3 separate regions of the Canis lupus genome follow, and regions 1 and 3 are each linked to region 2. Evidence: chromatin contacts called from public Hi-C data. All regions are on one chromosome and are shown on one strand. Each heading gives the region's core, a stretch centred on a gene start, on an enhancer-like site or on the middle of the called end of the contact. The rest is flanking DNA. Distances are from core to core; before and after follow the strand shown. Region 1 has its middle 87 kb from the start of IRF2BP2. Region 2 overlaps IRF2BP2 (interferon regulatory factor 2-binding protein 2). Region 3 has its middle 18 kb from the start of TARBP1.

Region 1 (3,835 bases), core at 708-3,207, 90 kb before region 2:
TACATACGCACACACGGACTCGTGCTCACGTACATACAAAGAACACACATTCTCAGCTACACAAAGGGCGTGAAGCTACCCACCGACACAGAGGAACACACAATCGGCACACGGTGTCATTTCTTTCCCTTTTGGAGAAGGAAAAGAAGGAACAAATGGAAGCCAAAAGCTACTTCCGAAAAGACCGGTTAGAACTCGCAGGCAGGCAAGCGTTATGCAACTCATGGCTGGGTTCACGAAAGAAACTGAGGTTCCTGACAGCACAAATGTGCTCCCGCCCCCGCCCCAGCCACCCCCCCACCACCTCCCCACCTCACTCTGATTCATGAACTGGTTTTCAGATTCATGAATCACTCGGGAGCCAGCAAGAGAAAAAGGAGTAGTATTGATCTCATTTCAATTGCAATTGGCTCACTCGGGCCATTCCGGCTGCAGACAGCTTTGCTCGACCAGACACTGGCCGGCGGCCGAGGCCTGCAGGCCGGCGCCCCCACCTGCGGGCGGGGCAGGAATCCTGGGGCGAAGCCTTCTGCAGAGGGTTCCCCTCCTCGTTATCATCAAATGGGCATAATAATACCTTATTATTAGATGGTGAAGGGACTGTGGCTGGACGCCACCGTCTTCCTCAGGCAGATCTGCTGCTGCTTTTAGTGACCTCCGTCTGTCTTTGTTTGTGCTTTTATGAAATCTTTTAAGAGACATCTCGGGGCAAATTCTTTTCTGGATTTCTGGTGACTTCTCAAGGCCTACCGAAAATAGAAATGCACCTTCTACTGAGCGACTTCAACTTCCAAGCCAATGAGGAGGTCTTGGGGTTTCTTTGTTTTAAGGCAAACAAGCTGTTTTCACCTTCTGCAAGAATGACTGGCGGTTATGGATCTTCTAGATTTGGGGTGATCTGGTTTATGTAAGGAAAGATTATCATCTGCCCACTGTGCTGACTGCCTTCACAGGGACACGGAGCTCTGGGATTTTATGAAATGGGTGTTTTCCTTCCCAAATGAAGTAATTAGTTCTTCTGTCCCCAATTGTCCCGGAAGCAGGCATTGAACCCTGGTCCAGGGGTGGCGCAGAGAGAGGCTCTAGGTCCCCAGGCAGGTTTATTGAGTGCTGTCCACTGAGGAACCTGCTCCCCTCCAACTGCCTTTCCTCTCTCCATTTGAGTTCCAATTCAACCAGCTTCTTTCTTGACAGGTGACCCCCACCGCCACCCAGCCCAACATGTCAGACCCACCCTCCCAGCTGAGCAATCTCCTCCTGTCTGTAACACTGGTCATATGCGAGCAGATCCTAGTAGACTGTTGGCCTTGATTTGCAGTTCAGATGGTATTCTGTGTGGTTGCTGCCCACATGTCCTTCCACCCCTACCCTCCCACGCCCGAGAGGTGTACAACTATTGACTGGACCTATGCTTTTTAGAAACCCCACAAAAGTCGGCAACCATATCCAAAGAAAGATTCGATCCTAATCTGCATAATTTGGGGTCCAAGAGCTTAGAAATGAGATTCTTATCCATTTACTTCAGACACACAGTCGCGCCATTAGATGCATTTTACTTGGCAGGGATTTGACGATGTGACCTTACTCGCTTTTATTCCTGCGATGCCCAGAGAAAGCAAGAGCAGTGCAGGACGGCGAAAGAAGATGTGTTTGTGTGAATTTCAATCAGCAGTTGGTTCAGAGGCAAAAACAAAACAAAACAAAACAAAACAAAACAAAACAAAAAACAGAGCTGTTTTGCATTTCCGTGAGTTCTACATGAAGGTGCCTTTGGGCTCTGAGCCGTCCAAGCATTTTTGGGCTGAACCTGCAGCCAAGCAGAGTCCCAGACCTGCGGGGCCCCATGGGTTAAAATCACTCCCACAAATTTGCTGGCTGGCCTCAGAGCAAATGGGGATAGTGGGTTGGCTCATGTTTTGCATTAACTCGTTTGCTTTTTTCCACTGCAGCCTCACATTCTGTGATAAACCTGAGTTGCTAGGAAAGCTTTATGTAACACCCACTGGCCTCAGCTCCTCAGAGCAGCAAGTGTTCTGTTTCCAGAGTTCCCCATAAACCTGGCAGCACATCAAAACCTCTGTTTCATAACAGACCAGAAATAGGATTTTCTAATAACATTCCAAGGACTGGACTTATCGTGCAGAGGTCTGGACTTTTATGAATTGTTAATGGTTAACTAAACAGAGACCCCCACGACGCCCACCCTGCTATCTTTGGGGTTGAGGAGGGGAGGGACATCGGAAGAATATGGTTTCTACATCCATGATCTGTTGGTTTGTGACCCGAGGCTTTTTTCAGAGAATTTGCTAAATAATCTCAAACATATTGAGGATCTTACTCATGTTTTAAAAAAAGAAAAAAGAAAAAAAAAAAACCAACAACTACCTTCCTCCTGCTTCCTCCTTCATTCATGGAGAATGTGGTTTCCTTTTATTTTGTTGCCAGACACACTGACAGTTGCAGATTTAACCTTGATCTTTCCTTTGGGAGAGGGCAGCTCTCTTCAGTGGGGACACACCTAGTTCTGGGGGATCCAAGTGGTGGCCTCGCCGCCATCCTCCCTTGCACCCATGTGCTCGCTCTTAGCCATCCACCCTGCCTCGTTGGGTTCTGGTTTAGATTATGACAGGGAGTTCCCTGCTAAAGGCCATTTGCAGCCTATTTGGATGTCACTGGGGAAACTTCTTCCCAGGGTTCCAACCACACATCTCTTTGTTCCATTTTCATCTGCTGTGCCTTCCTTCCGGTTCTGCCTGGAACATCATTATTCTATCCTCCTTGTGCAGTTAGCACGTGGGCAACGATTCAGAACAAGAGAAACCCTAGGTATGGAACAGCTGGGACCAGAGGCCCAGCATTGGCCAGACTCACCTCTGGGCAGAACCCCATGTGATCCGGCGACAGGGAGCTGCCGCCACAAGATGTTGAGGTGATGCTGTCATCCCCTCCTGTGTCCTGGGCACCTCCCCACTCTTCTTCCCTGGGTTGGCTCTCTGGACTTACCCCAACAAATGGAGAGGAGCCAGTCCCTTGCTGGGGTCTCAGCTTCAGCTCAACCAGAGGCTGGGACCCTATGCTCTGAGCTCCTGCACCCCGATTTCCTCAATTCCTGCACTGTAAGTCTCATACACCTTCCCATTTTGGAATATTGGCCTCCAGACGTGCCAACTTAGGCCTTTCCAGGACAATTCTCTCTTGGCTATTTCTTCACGGCCACTGACATAATTTCTCCGGCCTCTCCAGCGTTTGCAACACTTCCCCATTTAGTTCCATGAGAGTGGTGTTTACCTGCTGTTCACTCTTTCTTCTGGATCATTAGGAAAAATGATAAAGAAAAGGGTCCTCACCCCATCACCATGCAGAGCTGGGCCCTGGGCCCCGCCCCCCCCATGCCTCCTGAACCCTCAATCAGAAGTGGCTCCCGCGAAACAGCGGTCAGAGTGGGCTTCCGGCACCAGGCTTGGGTTTAATATCCTTGAGATCCATTTAGTGTCTGGACACCTGGTTGCTATGGAGACGGTTGTCATAAAAACACACCGATCTGTAGAGAGATATAAACCGGATCCCTGTGGTACACGGTTGGACGCATTAGCTCAGAGAAACAGCACACAGCTTATCGCTTCTCTTTGTTGACACAGTGCCTCTGCCTTTCAAATCCCACCTGAGCGACCTTAGGGCCAGGCCAATGCAAATTCATTTTCAGTTAATATTTCGTAAGGGACGACCCAGGGCTTCACCGAAGGCCAGATGCCCCTGCTTTCCTGTCCCAAGCTGAGTCAGCCCAGAAGAGGACATTCTTCCTCGTCACGGGTTGTTCTCTGCCGACTGTCATCGA
Region 2 (3,805 bases), core at 777-3,276:
GAGACACGCTGCTGGCGCTGCACCAGCACGGCCACTCGGGGCCCTTCGAGAGCAAGTTTAAGAAGGAGCCGGCCCTGACTGCAGGCAGGTTGTTGGGTTTCGAGGCCAACGGGGCCAACGGGTCTAAAGCAGGTAGGGGCGGCTGCGGAGTGCGAGGGGACCTAGGGGGCGAGCGGGGGAGCGGAACAGCGGAGGGGGTGCTCTTGCCATTCGCCGCTCAACCCCAGCCCAGAAACAACAAACACCCAACTTCCTGATCTGCCCGAGGCGGAACCAGTGCTTAGTGGCAACGTGTTCATGTGCTGAAGCAGCATAACAGAGATGAGTCAGACTGGGCTGATAGGCACTGACACAGGGTTTTCCTTTCCCAGCACATTCTTGGGTGGGAGCGGGAGGGCACCAGCCACCCTTTACCTTGCTGGGGGCCGTTAGCAATTGAATGCGCGGGTTCCACGTGTAGGTACGGGGCGGACGTGCGTGCGTGCATGTGTAAAAACAGGCTGTCACTGCGGTGCTGCGTTCTGTGGCTTATTTTCAAATACTGCCTGAGAGCCCCGTGAGTCCTAAGTGTTGGGAGTTGCACGTGCACTTGAAACTCCTGAGTGAGATTTTTATATAGGGGCTTGGGGAGAATAGAAATTCTTTAGCGGATCTTGTTTTGTGTTCGTGAAAGAAAGGTCCTTTTCAGTGCACATCCGTTTACTGTTTTCTTTTCTCCCCCTTCTCAGTTGCCAGAACAGCAAGGAAGAGAAAGCCTTCGCCAGAACCAGAAGGTGAAGTCGGCCCCCCTAAGATCAATGGAGAGGCACAGCCATGGCTGTCCACACCCACCGAAGGGCTCAAGATCCCCATTACTCCTACATCCTCTTTTGTGTCTCCACCACCACCCACTGCCTCACCTCATTCCAACCGGACCACACCGCCTGAAGCGGCTCAGAACGGCCAGTCGCCCATGGCAGCCCTGATCTTAGTAGCAGACAATGCAGGGGGCAGTCATGCCTCAAAAGATGCCAACCAGGTTCACTCCACCACCAGGAGGAATAGCAGCAGTCCACCCTCTCCGTCCTCTATGAACCAAAGAAGGCTAGGCCCCAGAGAGGTGGGGGGCCAGGGGGCAGGCAACACAGGAGGACTGGAGCCAGTGCACCCTGCCAGCCTCCCAGACTCTTCTCTGGCAGCCAGCGCCCCTCTATGCTGCACCCTCTGCCACGAGCGGCTGGAGGACACCCACTTTGTGCAGTGCCCGTCTGTCCCTTCGCACAAGTTCTGCTTCCCTTGCTCCAGACAAAGCATCAAACAGCAGGGAGCTAGTGGAGAGGTCTATTGTCCCAGTGGGGAAAAATGCCCTCTTGTGGGCTCCAATGTCCCCTGGGCCTTTATGCAAGGGGAAATTGCAACCATCCTTGCTGGAGATGTGAAAGTGAAAAAAGAGAGAGACTCGTGACTTTCCGGTTTCAGAAAAACCCAATGATTACCCTTAACTAAAACTGCTTGAATTGTGTATATATCTCCATATATATATATATATATATATATATATGTATATATACATATATACATATATATACACACACACACTCATATATATATATATATATATATGTGCATATATATATATATATATATATATCCAAGACAAGGGAAATGTAGACTTCATAAACATGGCTGTATAATTTTGATTTTTTTTTGAATACATTGTGTTTCTATATTTTTTTTTTGACGACAAAAGGTATGTACTTATAAAGGCATTTTCTTCTTTTGTTAATGTTATTAGCATATCTTTGTGCTTTATTATCCTGGTGACAGTTACCGTTCAATGTAGGCTGTGACTTGCGCTGCTTTTTTAGAGCACTTGGCAAATCCGAAATGCTTCTAGCTGTATTTGTATGCACTTCTTTTAAAAAGAAAAAAAAAAAAAGCCAAATACATTTTCTGACATTGTAAGATTGCCTTACTGTCTGTTATTCCTTAATGCTGGCCCCTTTCTCAGGCTGGAGGCCAGTTGGTGGAGAAGGAAAGGGAAGGAGCCAAGGGGGCACTGTTGTGAAGTGGGTGGCATGCCACTGAGAAATATCACCAAGTTTACCCCAAAACATTGTCCTCTCAGAGTAGTAGGAAAATAGATTTTGAATCTTTTATCTATTTTGTTCTGAAAGTTCAGTTGTTGGGGTATTGACTGCCTGAGAGTTGCTGCTGAGAGATTTTCAGGACTGTGTGGTTTGGGGGGGGGGGGGGATTTTTTTTTTTTTTTTTAAAGGCAAAGTTGACCACTGTTCACTGACCACGTGATCAGTTGTAAGATTACAATGCTGCATGCTAGTTGGTTACATAATACACAATTCAGTGACTGAAGGCGGTGATAATGGATGGTGGTGTGTACAAGATGGCACTGCCATCTTTGAACAGAGCCTGGCTCTGCAGCGCCACTTTATCTTTTTAAACACCCTAGAGCTCTGTTTGTTGTTGGTGGTGTCTTTTCCTTTGAAAAGAGTTGCAAGAGAAGTTACAGTTCAGGTGAACTTGGAGATTGTGGGATTGGTTTCATTTCTGTTTTGTGTTTTGTTTTGTTTTTATCATTTACCTGTAGTGCTATTGCTGTTGGTACTATCACCTACACCCTGTTTCTAGTGAGTGCTAAATACAGTATGGTACAATGACAGTAACGGCGCATGGTGCTGCCAGGACTGCCCGTGGGCATATCAGTGACAGCCCAGATGGGGGTGGAGGAAACCTGTAATTTCCTTCTTATGTGTGTTTGAAATACCAAGTGAATAATACTGTTCTTCTGGAAAAAAAAAAAAAAATGATAAACTAGTGAAAATTAAAGAAAGGGTTTTAATAATAGGCAGGCGCCCCACCTCTCAAACTATTCTTAGAAACCTTTTGTAAACTAATTTCTTTGATCACTATTTTGCATCAGTAAAATGATTTTTTTTAAACCAATAAATCATCTGTTATTAGAAATAGTTGTCTCACAATGATACTGGTTTTTCTTTTGTGCTGTTACAATTTAACATTGACAGGAACACTATTTTATATCCTTTTATGTTCAGGTGTTTGTAACTTGGCCCTATAATTAGGCTGAATCATGGCTTCAAGGTCTACAACTTAAGTGTATTGTTTACGACCTAGCTTCTATTCTAATTTGAAGATAGAGATTATTATCCTCTTTGGATTCTTTTTTAGTTACGTTTTTGTCTTTTTTAAATTGCTCAAATATTTTTTAATGGTCGAGTTATTAACACTTGAAAATCAGATACTGCACCAAATACAGTATTTTTTTGTGTGTGTTTTTAATGAGTGCACTTATTATTAATGCTGTGCAAATTCATGTTACCGGTCATTGTTATATTACAAACAGACTTGCATGATTAACCAGTTTGTTGTTACACTTTTTTTTTTTTTAATTGGCGCATCTATGACTCAGATCAGACTGGTTTCTCTTATGTAAATGCACACATGCAGAAACACAGAGTCGATTTTACACGCCCATAAAGACATTTGTAAAGAATTCAACAATTACGGTTTGTTATATAAATGTGTATCTAAGCACTTTATTATAAACTGGAATTTGACCTCATAGATTTTGCAAGTTGATCAGTTATTTGACCTAATTTGTGGTAGCTATCTGTATGCTTTGCAATCTTAATACAGATAAGCTTGCCAAAAAAAGATTAACAAAGAACCATCCTGCTGTTTTGAATAAGTCTATCCAGCTGTGGAAAAGACAACCTACGGTTTCTCTGTGCTGGTGTTTAGGGAGGGAGGGGGGGAGAACAGGAATAGCTTTAAAGGGCTGAGAATT
Region 3 (3,683 bases), core at 522-3,021, 93 kb after region 2:
TATTGACAAGGCACCAGCGGGCCCAGCCCAGCTTTGATTCCTGGATCTCTCTTTTTTCTCCCTCCTGCGACCTTAGTCATAGGTTTGCTTCAGGACCCAGCACGACCACCTCCTCTTCTCTTTGAACTTCCCTCATCTTGCCACAGCATCCAAAAGAGGCCCCCTCTGAACTTCTGACGGTGCCTCTTGTTTGGCACTTTCTTTTCTATTCCAACTAGATAGATATCGAGCGAGTGTCTGATATGGACCACCGCCGTGCTTTTGTGCCTCACTGAATCCCCTACTACGAGGTTTATTTATAGATGTTGGCTGCAGATACCAACCCAAAGACGCAAAGGGAAAAGTCAGCACTTACCTTCTTTCACTGAATCAAGGTGCACCATAATTTTCAAAACCTGTCTCTCAGCTTACAGACGTGCAAGCCCTCGAGCCCTCGCCCATAGAACCGAAAGAATTGAAAGAGTATTTTAAAACCCCAAAAGAGGACAAACATGAAAAGAAGCTGAGCTTTTCAGCACTCCCCATTAAGCAGGCTGCACCTCGAATGTTCAAAACAGTACATTATCTCTTCAAGTGTCTTCTACACGCTTCGTCCTGGGGCTGAATATTTATTTCGACTTTCACCATTTATTTCCTTTCCACCAAAGGAAAAGAAAGAATCAGAAATCAGAAAGCCACAGCCCATCACTTTCTAAGAAATGGCCCTCATTCTGGCACACATATGTAGATAAGCGAGTCTTTCTGTCTTTCCAAATATAAAATAACATATATAGAGAGAAAGCAGCTATTAATTAATCTAATTGAGGACTGATTATCCAGTCTGGATTGGACTCAGACTCTCACTTTTCTCCTTTATTCTTTTCTCCCACTCTAGTGGGTATCCTGGCCCCCATGGACAGCTGGCTTGGGAAGACAGCCATCACTCTTTTACACAGCAGTTTGGACTTGAACTCTTACAAGATCCTTGCACAGTGTTTGTACCTGGTTTCTTCATAGTTTGCTTGGTCCCCTTAATTAAACTGGATCACTCTAGGCTGGTTTTTCAGAGGATCTTGATGATTTAAAACAAAACAAAGCATTCTCTGCTTAGCCAGGCCAATCGAAGGATGTCTTCTGGTCCCTCCTTCAATCGCCTGGGGTGGGAGTGGGGGTGATCTACTATGTGCCCTGCATGGAGACCACCAGTCTTTGGGGGATGCCCTCCAAGGGTGCTTTGAGGAGTCACTATTTAGCAAGTACAAAGTACTGTGGAAACCGAAATTGTTTTTGAAAATGCTAAACAATAAGACATTGCTCAAAAAGGCCTTGGTCCTTTCAGTTGTTTTACAGGAAATCCAACTCAAGCAGCCTTACACAGCCATTATCACTTAATTACCTATATAAATCTCACTAGCAACTTCCATAACTTCATTTGCAAATGAATAGGCACACCTCCTAAATCATCCCCTCCCCTCCTTTCCTCTCTCTCCGGAAAGCCATTCCCCCCAAACCCAGAGCTCAGAGAAACTCCGCAGCTGTGATTTGCAGAGGCTCCTGGATGCCCCGTGTCACACCAGGCCAGCCTGCACCTGGCACATGGCAATGTGTGCTCCACAGGTCCCGCTTCCCGCTCACACCCATAAATCCCTGCTGGCATCAGTGGGGGCAGAAGTATGGCAGGAGCCTGGCTCCATCTGCTTAAAAGGTTCACAAACCACAGTGAACCTCTTAGTGATCTGAGGCCAAGTTTCCGGTATGTAATGAAAACTGAAACCTGGTTTTGGGTTTCCTCACCAAATTCACACAGAGCTAGTCATGGTGAGAGACGTGTGAGGTAGCAAGGACAAGCAGCACGAGGGTACAATGGAGACATGGCAGTAAGTGGCAGAAATAGTTCTGGCTCTGCCACCAACTTGTGTGGCCTGAAGCCCGTCACCCACACTCACTCCACTTAGGTGGCTTTCTGTAGATTTGAGTGGGTGCTATTGAGCATGACTTTTCCTTCTGGGACCTGTAGGGGGGATCCAGGGCAGAGGACTCTGAGATAGTAGCATTCCCCCCGAGTCTCTTATTTACAGCACACAGAACCTCAGGATGCCATGGCCATCCCACTCATAGCAGCATTATGTGTTGCCCTCTGCCTGCATTCTGAAGAGTTGCTTTTATTTCTTTAGGCTTCAGCTTTGGATTTCAGGCATATTTATACCTGTTTGGCTTTTGACTTAGTGGAGAACACCAGAAGAATGGCTACATTATTTCGAGGGTTCGCCTAAATGACCTCCTAGATCATTCCCAGCGTGGCGCTCCTGCGCGTTTGCTAAATGCCGTGGCGGAAAGAGAATGGACCCGGGCTGTGAAGTCAGGCATACATGGTTCCAACTTGTAGTCCTGGAATCTACTAGCTGTGTGACTTTAAGCAAACTACTTAACCTCTCTGAGCCTGATTTCCTCATCTGAAAAACCAGGCCAATGCCAACGATCACACTGAAGAGTAAGCAAGTACTTCCAAGACCTGGAACAGAGTGCCTAGACAGTAGATGCCGATGTCAACATTAGATTCCGCTTTTCTGTATTCACATGCGTCTCCTATGAGTCAAAAATGTAGGCCATCCTACATTTGAATATTGCTTCTTTCTTCTCACCCAGGGTCCCACTTCAGAATGAAGGAAATAAGGAAATAAACAATAACCCTCAGAGGGCCTTCTGAAAGCATCACTCATCCATTGAAATGTACTTTCCATTCAAAAAGTGGGTTATTAATTATTCATTCCTATTGGAACTGAAATAAGAACAGAGCTCACTGTTACGACCTGGAGCTTGACAAGAACAAGAGTTTTCCAACTGCTTGATTTCAATCATTTCCTGTGATCTTTGTAACATATTCCAAATCTCAGATTTGCAGCATTGAGAATCAGGCAAACTTTAGACTGAATGACTGTCAGGAATATTTAGTAAATGCCCTGGAATGACTGTTCGCTTTACTTTCATTTCCATTCCAGGCAGTGCATTTCTTGAGGATTATTTCACTGCATGGGTGGCCCGAGTACCTTGGCCCTCAGCCTGATGGCTCATTCCAACGCTCTGGGCAAGCAATAACCACCCAAAAACGCAAGCTTCTCTTTCATGCCCCAGTGGCATGAGTAACATCATTAACTCTTCGAGGCTGAGGTTTGGGATTACGTAAAAACCATTCGCCACCCGCCCCCCCCCTTAGCAGTCAGAAGACCAGAGTAACAAAGTGTTTGCAGCCTCTTTTCATGCCAGATGTGGTTGCCCTAATAAACAATCCTTGAGATATTTTTTTTCCCCAGTGATTACATTTCATCGGGATTGGGGGCTTCAAAATGGAAGCTAAGTGCTGCCTACTTCGAGTTCCAGCGGAACAAACAGGCAAGAAGAGACTCGGCTCTGAAACCCTCAAGACCAGGGGAAATGCGGCTGACATGTCCCCAGGAGCGAAAGGGCAGGAAAAGCACAGCTGTGCAGTATGGGGTTTCACGGGCTCCTCTGGAGATGAGCTTTCTAAAGAGTGAAAACCTTGCAGGACGCTGGCAGGAGGAGACACAGGAACACATTTCCTACGGGCCTTGGGCCTTGGGCCTTGGGCCTTGGGCCTTGGGCCTTGGGCCTTGGGCCTTGGGCCTGCGCCGGGACCAACCAGAGGCCGGCGCTCGGGCACTGCGGGTTCCGCGCGCCATCTGGTG

The links. Hi-C and Micro-C count contacts between places; a contact is called where the count stands out from the background.
Region 1: a Hi-C map of skin fibroblasts shows a contact between it and region 2, with 3 times the contacts expected there. The contact joins two enhancer-like sites. A contact is called at or near these places in 6 of 9 Hi-C or Micro-C datasets (amygdala, blood, liver and 2 more).
Region 3: a contact with region 2 is called in a Hi-C map of skin fibroblasts, with 4 times the contacts expected there. The contact joins two enhancer-like sites. A contact is called at or near these places in 7 of 9 Hi-C or Micro-C datasets (amygdala, blood, liver and 2 more).

What each region holds. Positions count from the first base shown.
Region 1 is chr4:5,528,149-5,531,983 of UU_Cfam_GSD_1.0, forward strand. No RefSeq gene overlaps it. Among named protein-coding and RNA genes, the nearest start is that of IRF2BP2, 87 kb to the right of the region's middle. Within about 2 kb of position 1,958, at least 7 of the 20 cell types and tissues checked have an H3K27ac peak or open chromatin away from gene starts, as enhancers often do.
Region 2 is chr4:5,618,170-5,621,974 of UU_Cfam_GSD_1.0, forward strand. IRF2BP2 (interferon regulatory factor 2-binding protein 2) reads left to right here. Exons shown (of 2, transcript XM_038533875.1): 1 at 1-84; 2 at 729-3,805. The coding sequence ends at 1,444. Among named protein-coding and RNA genes, the nearest start is that of IRF2BP2, 2.9 kb to the left of the region's middle. Within about 2 kb of position 2,027, at least 3 of the 20 cell types and tissues checked have an H3K27ac peak or open chromatin away from gene starts, as enhancers often do.
Region 3 is chr4:5,711,135-5,714,817 of UU_Cfam_GSD_1.0, forward strand. No RefSeq gene overlaps it. Among named protein-coding and RNA genes, the nearest start is that of TARBP1, 18 kb to the right of the region's middle. Within about 2 kb of position 1,772, at least 9 of the 20 cell types and tissues checked have an H3K27ac peak or open chromatin away from gene starts, as enhancers often do.